Regions from separate parts of the Mus musculus genome. Here all the other regions are linked to region 2. A link is a contact called in public promoter capture Hi-C data. All regions are on one chromosome and are shown on one strand. The core of a region is the stretch at or near the end of the contact, and the rest is flanking DNA. Distances in the headings are between cores, read along the strand shown.

Evidence for each region. Promoter capture Hi-C pulls out the DNA fragments that hold promoters and counts their contacts. Capture Hi-C pulls out chosen DNA fragments and counts their contacts.
Region 1: a promoter capture Hi-C map of pancreatic islet shows a contact between it and region 2. The contact joins two enhancer-like sites. A contact is called at or near these places in 1 of 39 promoter capture datasets (liver), 2 of 115 datasets of contacts at active chromatin or transcription factors (bone marrow-derived macrophages and pancreatic cancer cells) and 2 of 9 other capture datasets (adipose tissue and pancreatic islet).
Region 3: a contact with region 2 is called in a promoter capture Hi-C map of liver, with 2.9 times the contacts expected there. The contact joins two enhancer-like sites. A contact is called at or near these places in 3 of 39 promoter capture datasets (the HPC-7 cell line, cranial neural crest and liver), 5 of 484 Hi-C or Micro-C datasets (B cells, the Ba/F3 cell line, the G1E-ER4 cell line and 2 more), 5 of 115 datasets of contacts at active chromatin or transcription factors (bone marrow-derived dendritic cells, bone marrow-derived macrophages, double positive thymocytes and 2 more) and 4 of 9 other capture datasets (adipose tissue, liver, macrophages and 1 more).

The regions. Positions count from the first base shown.
Region 1 is chr17:46,003,083-46,005,782 of GRCm38.p6, forward strand. No RefSeq gene overlaps it. Among named protein-coding and RNA genes, the nearest start is that of Vegfa, 28 kb to the right of the region's middle. Within about 2 kb of position 1,334, at least 72 of the 459 cell types and tissues checked have an H3K27ac peak or open chromatin away from gene starts, as enhancers often do. A contact at or near this core is called in adipose tissue, liver, pancreatic cancer cells and 1 more, where this site is marked.
Region 2 is chr17:45,583,994-45,586,693 of GRCm38.p6, forward strand. It overlaps Slc29a1 (solute carrier family 29 (nucleoside transporters), member 1), which reads right to left. Exons shown (of 14, transcript NM_001357771.2): 13 at 2,101-2,312; 14 at 1,207-1,789. The coding sequence ends at 1,678. Among named protein-coding and RNA genes, the nearest start is that of Slc29a1, 10 kb to the right of the region's middle. Within about 2 kb of position 1,373, at least 225 of the 459 cell types and tissues checked have an H3K27ac peak or open chromatin away from gene starts, as enhancers often do. A contact at or near this core is called in adipose tissue, liver, pancreatic cancer cells and 1 more, where this site is marked.
Region 3 is chr17:46,055,172-46,057,871 of GRCm38.p6, forward strand. No RefSeq gene overlaps it. Among named protein-coding and RNA genes, the nearest start is that of Vegfa, 24 kb to the left of the region's middle. Within about 2 kb of position 1,415, at least 18 of the 459 cell types and tissues checked have an H3K27ac peak or open chromatin away from gene starts, as enhancers often do. A contact at or near this core is called in adipose tissue and liver, where this site is marked.

The DNA of each region.
Region 1 (2,700 bases), core at 84-2,583, 420 kb after region 2:
TAAGGTGACATGTGAGCAAATACTTGAAGATGAGGAAATAGGTCCTGCAGATACACATAGAACATCCTAGGCCAAGGGAAACAGTGTGCAAAGATCCTGGGGCAGGAGCATGGCAGCTGCCTGTAGACTGGACTTGTTGCTCTTGGAAGGGATCATGTTGGGGGTCTTGAGATCACCATTATAAGAATTTAGCTTTTTCCTCCCGGAGGAGGGGGGACAAGAAAAATCACCAGGATTTGAGATATAAGGTGACCCAATGTGACTCTCCCATTCTTCATGATAGGAAGTGATAAGACACAGGTAGCTATCTAAGGAGGGATGACAGCAAGGTCTAGCTAGGCTGGGCTGGGAGCACAGGGATGGGGGATGCTCCTCTTTTTCCCGTCTGCCAGATAGGGCCGAGCCTTCTGAGGTCTAGGCCTCTCTCCCCGCTCCCCTCCACTCCCTGGCTTTCTCCCCATCTCCATTCCTGCTTGTCCCAGCTCTCCATTTGCCTTCAGCTTCACCCCACAGAGTGGGACGGCCCCAGTTTTCAAGCACTCTCAGAAAAAAAAAAAAAAGTGAACTGGACGGAAAGAAGTCACTGGGCCTGCCAAGAGGAGAGATGCAGATTACAGTGTCTGGTCCCAGCGGCTCACCCTGTAATCATCCTGGGTTGCAGGTGGACGGGACCTTAGGCCACGCCCCTGCAGGGCCAACACTGGCTCTGCTCCCAGCACCATCCTGATGCCTCACCTCAAGCAAGGAGGAGGCAGAGGACATTGTGGAGGCTCCAGCCCGGGCTCCAATGCTCTCCCATGTGAGAGCAGCTGAAAGGGATCTCCCGGGGTGTTAAAGTTTCCATCACTTCCAACAGGAAATGATGCCGTCCAGGACACACAGGGGATTTGAACCCAGGATGTTGACCGTATGCAAGATGCTGTTTCTTCCAGGTCAGGTCTGGGAATCAACCAGTAGGACAAGGCTTTGCACTCTCTACCTGAACCAATGTGAGAAAAAAAAAATGCTTTTCCACGGTGGTGACCTTAGCCCTGTATGTCTGAGGAGGACGTTTGGTCAGGACAATGTCTTCCCACTTGCAGGAGGAACAGCCCAGCTAGACCATTTGTCATAGCTCTGGCAGATAGGCAAGCTTGTGCTGTTTGTCACCCCACTCCAGCCTGCAAATAGTTCTTCCCGTTCTCTAGGAACAAAAGCTCCGTGTCAGCTTCCTGGGTCACCTGTCTGTCCGGGAACAGATCTGGCTGCCTTCCGCTGTCACGTGCCACGCGTGGCTGTGGCCTCCAGCACCTGAGTCATCTGTGACTCATTGCCCTCTACCCTTGGCTCAAGAGGGATGGGCCAAGTGGACTCAGCCCTGAATGGGATAAGACCAGCCTGATGTCCCTGGTGCAGACCTGGCCTTCCCTTCCCCCACAGTCAGATATAAGAAGAGCAGATCTCTCAAGGTAAAACTCACGTGAACGCACAGCTTCCTACCGAGCACCTAGTACAGATGTACCCACCCATCACTGCATGCCTTGGGTACCTGCCACCCACGCATGTGGGATGTGTTAGATGACCCCACATCCCAAGTCTTCAAAAGTCCCGCCTACCAGGGTGGGGCTGAACTCTGTTACCTCTGTCACTGGCCATGTGACCACACACACACACACACACTCTCTCTCTCTCTCTCTCTCTCTCTCTCTCTCTCTCTCTCTCTCTCTCTGGGCCTCCATCCTCCCTGATCTGCAACTCAAATTGCTAAAATCCTTTCTAGTCCTTAATCTAAACTGAGGCTTATTTAAATTATACTTATTTATATATATGTGTGTGTGCATGTGTATGTGTGCATACATGTGCTTGCTTGCACTCAAGAGAGAATGAGCACACGTGTACGTGCGCGCGTACACACACACACACACACACACACACACGCTTGTGCAGTTCTCTCCTATTATGTGGGTTGTGGGATCAAATTCAGATCATCAGACTTAGTGAGAACTGGTACCTTTACCCACTAAGCCATCTCTCCGCCCCTAAGCAGGGATTTTAATAAGGTGTTTACACACCCGTAATCTGTCAGGGACAATAAACCCAGGAACGTGATGGCAGAAGGGAAGTAGAGAGCGAAAGATGGAAGCATCCGCCCTCCACCCTTAGATATCACCACTCCTCCAAAACCAACCAAACAGTCTGGGGACGTGTCCCCCACCTCCCCACCCCCAGGGACATTACCACACATCTAACTGCAGTCAGGCAGCACAGGGCAAAGAGATCGGGGTCCTGGAAGACGTTTCGCCAAGGCAGGGTCCCACTAGAGCAACCACCTCCTGGGACAGACCAAGATGAAGTTCCACTGGGGCCACCTGACTGGGCTTCTTGAGGACAGGGCCTTTTGATGTGGACTCCCTAAAGATGGGGGTAAGTCTCCCTCAGACCAGGGTTCCCTAAGACAGGCTATGTCCCCACAGCAGACTCTCACAGTAAAAAGGGAACCCCTGGTCCATTTAGCCAGTCCCCAGAGCTCATGCTCTGTACTGTCTCCTCTGTCTCTCAGGAAGGGGTTAAGGCCCTCCCAGGGTGCAAGGCAGTTGAGAAAGCTAGGGAGGGAGTGTGTTTCTCCACTTGGCCTCAGTACTGGTTTCTCAATCCAGTGTGATTACTGGTAAAGCCAGACTGGCGCAGCCAGGCAGGCTCCTGAAGCCTAGAACCTTCTCC
Region 2 (2,700 bases), core at 123-2,622:
AAGTCTGAAGCCTTTGTTTAAATCAGTTCTCCACCTGTGGATTGTGACCCCTTTGGGGTGGGTCTAAGGACCCTTTCACAGGGGTCACCCAAGACCATGGGAAAACAGATATTTATAGAACGACTCATAACAGCAGCAGAATTGCAGTTATGAAACAGCAACGAAAATAATTTTATGGTTGGGGCTCACCCCATGAGGAACTGTGTTAAAAGTGTTGAAGCACTAGGAAGTTTGAGAACCACTAGTTTAAATGAAATTTCTGTGAAAAAAGGAAGTCCCAACAGTAGGGCCACCCCTGTAGCCATCAGCTGGTAGAGGATGAGAGAACATGCAGCCTTGGGGGAGGGGGCTTGGGAGATGGGGCGGGGCAAAAGCTTCTGTCTCCCAGGGCTGGGGACAAGGGGCACTTAGGACCAGAGTGTTCCTCTCAGTTCCAGTCAGTCCTGAGCTGGAGCATCAGCGCCCCCTCCACCGAGGGAGTCTCACATCCCATACCAACACACCCTTCCTCAGACCACAGTATGGCTGAAGAACGGGGAGGTCCAACGCCAACATGAGGACACATAGGCCCGTTGTTCTCCAGGAAGTCTGGCAGCCTGGGCTTTGGTGTCAGGGCCTGGAGCCAAGGTAAGGGAGAGCCCAGGCCTCAGCCTTTTCCTGCCCAGGGATGTGGGAGTATGGCCAGGAGCTGGGGGTGGGGCTGGCCAGTTTGGCAGAGTTCATTCCAGGAGCTGAGGACAGCGTGGTGGGGGAGGGGAAGGTAGCGGGGAAGACAAAGCTGCCTCCATTTCCAGGCCCTTGAAATGAGAAAGAGGGGCTGGGGCATAGCTCGGCTAGCAGAGCGCTTGCCTAGCATGCACAAAGCCCTGGACTTGATCCCTAGATCCAGGACATGGTGGTACACAGCTGCAGTACCAGCACATAGGAAGCGGTTCAAGGCCACCTTCAGGTACTTATGGAATGTGAAGACCACTCGGGCTACATCTTTCTAAATCTGGGCCACAGTCTGGGTGGCGTCTTGGCTCCAGGCCTGTCTCTTCCCTGTGTCCCCAGTAGGGGGCGCTGCAGCCCCTCTGAGACTGAAGGACTGCATCCTCCCCCTTATACCCAGGCCCAGGCTTGGGTCATTGCAGAAACCTAGACTCAGGCTGCCAGCCTTCTCTCCTCTCCAAGGAGTTAGTTAAACCTTGGAAGGATGCACAGAGCTATGGAGAAAAAAAATGTTTATTTAATCAGATGGCCTCTGAAGGCACCTGGTTTCTGTCAGTATAAAAAAGGCAGTAAAATGACAAGGGCTGGGGACATGGAACAGGCACAGAAGGAAGAAGGGCAAGGGGAGGGACATCAGGTCACACGACACCAATCAGCCATCCGCCTCCGCCCTATCCTGTGATAGGCAGGCGGACAGATCTCTCTTGGCCCTGGAGTCTCTTGTGCTTGGAGTAAGCGGGCATCAGTCGGAGCTGTCAGTCAGAGGCCATTGAGCCCTTGCCATTCTGACCCTGAATTCCAAGTCCACCCGCAGGCCATCGCTGGCTCCTGGACAGCTGGGCGAAGCACAGTCCAGAGGAAAGCAGAAGTCAGCTAGAAGAACAGCCCCTCTCGACCCCTGCTCGTCCCTGGCAGGGAAGGAAGTGAGCAGGAAGCAGGCAGTGTAGTTCTTCTGTCCCCACAGGGTCACACAAGTGCCCTTAACAAGAAGGACAACACAGCTCCCAGAGCCAGGCCCAGACACAGAAAGAAGGACATGATGTTTCCTGCTGTCTCCGCCTCAGCTGGTTTGACTTTCCTAAAAGGAAAGGCAGGGTAATCTTAGGCAAGCTGAGCCCAGCCCTGTCCCCCCACCCCCAAACCTTCCAACACTCCCAATCCCAGCCCACTTCTTGGGAGACTGTGTCTAGGGACCATCCTCCACCCTGTCTTAATCCCTTCCCACACAGCTCAGCAGGAGCACATTAGCAAGCCCTTACCTCCACTGCCCCTTAAAACCCCCCAGCAACTCCAACTCCGTGCAGCTATGAGATGGGGAGGGACTCTCCTACTGCCATCTCCCTGTAAGTCCTGCCTGATGTCACCAAATCCCCTCATGGCCCGACTCACTTGGGCCCGAAGCACATGCAGAGGCTGGCGAGGTAGCCATTGGAGAAGGCAAAGGCAGCCATGAAGGCGATGAACCAGGCGTCATGCTTAAAGACGAAGTGGTGCCGCTGCGCGCCGCAGTGGCGAGCCTTCACGTTGCAGAGCATCAGCAGGGGAATAAACACAATCCTCGAGGCGACCAAAACCGGCAGCCAGCGGCTATCCTGGCCAGGCTGCGGACACAGGCAAGGCTTCAGCACGCATGTCAGTCCTCCCGGTCTCCTGGGGCCCCTGGGGACTTGGATAAAACCACTAGGCCTGGGTGCCTTTGGGGGTGCTGATTGCTAGGGGCGCAGTGGTGCCTATGATATGTCGAGATGTATCTTTCCATCTAGGTGGGAGCCATGACATGCACACCTCTGCCAGGCTACACACCTAAGAACTGTACGCATGGGCCAGGAATGGCTCAATAGTTAAGAGTCCTGCTCTTGCGGAAGACCCAGGTTTAGTTTCCAGTCCTCACAAGCTCCTCTAACTCCAGCTCCAGGGGATCTGGTGCCCTCTTCTGGCCTCTGTGGGCATTGCATTCACATGCACACACACATAATTTGAAAGTCTTAG
Region 3 (2,700 bases), core at 165-2,664, 470 kb after region 2:
AACAATAAAAAGTAAAACAGGTAAGACAGCCTCTCTCTCTCTCTCTCTCTCTCTCTCTCTCACACACACACACACACACACACACACACACAAGCACAGCCGATCCAATGGAAGTAATTCTTCACCTGAAATTTCCTCTTCCTATGCTATTCCGGTTTGTGTCAGGTTGATGATTTAAAAAAAAAAAACAAAAAACAAAAAACATGCCGGGCATGGTGGCATGGTGGCGCATGCCTTTAATCCAAGCACTTGGGAGGCAGAGGCAGGCAGATTTCTAAGTTCGAGGCCAGCCTGGTCTACAAAGTGAGTTCCAGGACAGCCAGGGCAACACAGAGAAACCCTGTCTCAAAAACAAAACAACAACAACAAAAACAAAACAAGTAACACACCAACAGACTTTCATGTGCATATGAAATCTATGTACCAAAAACTGTGGTAGCCATGAATCCATACGCGAAGGGGAGGCTCAGCAATTAAGAGCACGTGCTGCTCTTCCCGAGGGCCAGAGCTTGGTTCCCATTCCCTATGTCAGGCAGTGCGACAGCTCCAGTCTTCAAGAGCACTCACATGCATGTATGCATATGCGGACACAAACACAGATGTATATGCGTAAATAATTTTGCTTAAGAGTTGACATTCAATGAACCAAGTTCCTCATGTACCAGGAACCGCATTGCTGGCTCTGCACGTCTAATAACGTCAAGTGTTCTAAGTAAACAGCATTGGCTGCAGGGAGGGAGGAATGTGTACAAGAGAGACGCTGATGAAAATGTTTTTAACTTTAGTTCGATTCTCTGACACACATTTTTCACATTCTCCCACATCTCTGAAATCAGGATGTCCCTTGCAACCAGTAACAAGAAGGCACTGTGTCATAGTTTAGTTAGGCAGCCTGCATCTGGTTTGGATAAAATATACCATCTAGGCAAACTAACTATGCTTTTTCAACTGACAGTGGGTGACACATGGAACCTGTATTGTGGATTTCAAGTTTGTGGGGGCACCGGGGTGTAGAGCATGTGTCATCCATCAATCTGAGAGTTTTCTGGGGAAGAGGCCCTTTCCTCCCCAGAGCTCTGCCACAGCCCAAGCCTAGCACAGCCAGCCCCAAACCCGGGCTGATGGAAGCAAAGGAAACTGTGAGCCTCCACTGAAGCCCTTCTCGTTAGAGAAGGAAGAACCCAGGGAGAAGCCATTCCCTGCAGCCCCCAGGGGGAATAGAGGTGAAAGGGAAGGGGAGGATTGCCCCACTCCTCTCCAGGAACCTCAGGCCAATGGAAACATGCTGGCTGGCTTCAGTCACTCGGCGACCAGCCATCCGGGCTAACTAGGAGCCAATTGTAAACCCAGCACAAATGCCGGCCTAGCCTCTTCCAACTTAGGCTGTGTTTACCTGCCAAAACATGCCCCCATTGGCCTTGCCCTCTGCCCTCCGGCTGGCCCAGGCAGGGCAAAGGCTTAAAATGCCAGCCCCAGTGTAAAGCTAAGGAAGCCGATCTCTGAAGCCCTATGTGACCCACCCCGGGCTGAGCAGTTCCCTGAACCTGCCCTCTGGGCCCCACCAGGAGGCAGGGGATCTCCAGGGGCAAGGGGGTAAGAGGAAGGGAGAAGTGGCTTGTGCCAGGGACTCTCCTACTTGGTCAGAGATTGCCACCACCTCCTTCTCTTTGCCCTCTTTTCCCAGGACTCATTCATCCAGTTAAAGGCCTGTCTTCTACTTCCTATACATTTGTCCTGGAATCTGAGGGGCTCATAAACGTTCGCCGACCACTACAACAGATGCCTAAACTCAGAGAGATAATGCCTTGTCCCTCCTAGCCTGACCTGGGGGTGGGGCCTCTTTATTTAGGGGATGCGAGTCCTTCCTTATCCTTTAGGATTAGTGTCTTCCTTAACAAGGTCCAAGACTAGGGTTCAAGGACTAGGAAAGGAAGCTTTCTTTAGACCTGGGTAGGGAGATGCACTTCAGCCCATGCTGCCTTGGTCCTTCCTGCCCACTCCCTGCCTTGGGAGGTTAACTACTAGACCCTGCTAGGGTGCAAATGGGAGCCTAAAAGAACAGTTTGCCACCCCCCTCCAACACACACACACACACACACACACACACACATACTGTGGCCTCCAGGGCTATGAAACCATGCTCTTCCAGAGCCGCACAGAATCCCCACTCAGCCTTCAGCCCTGGAGCCTGGCCCTGCAGCCTGTCTAACACCAGAGGCCTACAGGTGGATTTCTCGGCTATTTTCCTTCCTCACCTGCCCAGGGATGCAGAAGTGGGCCAAGAGCCAATCTAGTGCTCCTACGCCCAGCCCAGCATCCCCAGCCCAGAACTATCTTAGTTGCTATACAGATTGCAACATAAGCTATCAAAGGGGAAACTGGGGTCCAGAGAAGCAACTTGCTGGGTGTCACTCACTCCCAGGGAGTCTGCTTCTTGATCTTAGAGGAATCTTGATCCTTAGGCTACTCTTGAAAGGCTGAAGGGTAGAACTCAAGTGTAAGACTGAGTCTTGAGGTTGAAGCTCTCTCTCTCTCCCTCTCTCTCTCTCTCTCTCTCTCATGTTCTCTCTAATTGTTTTTGTTTTCTAATGGTTTGGGGTTTTGCTTGCTTTTGAGTTTTGGTTTGGTTTGATTTGGTTTTGATTTTTTGTGGGGGAGGGATTTAGATAGGGTCCCACTATATAGCCCTGACTGGCTTAG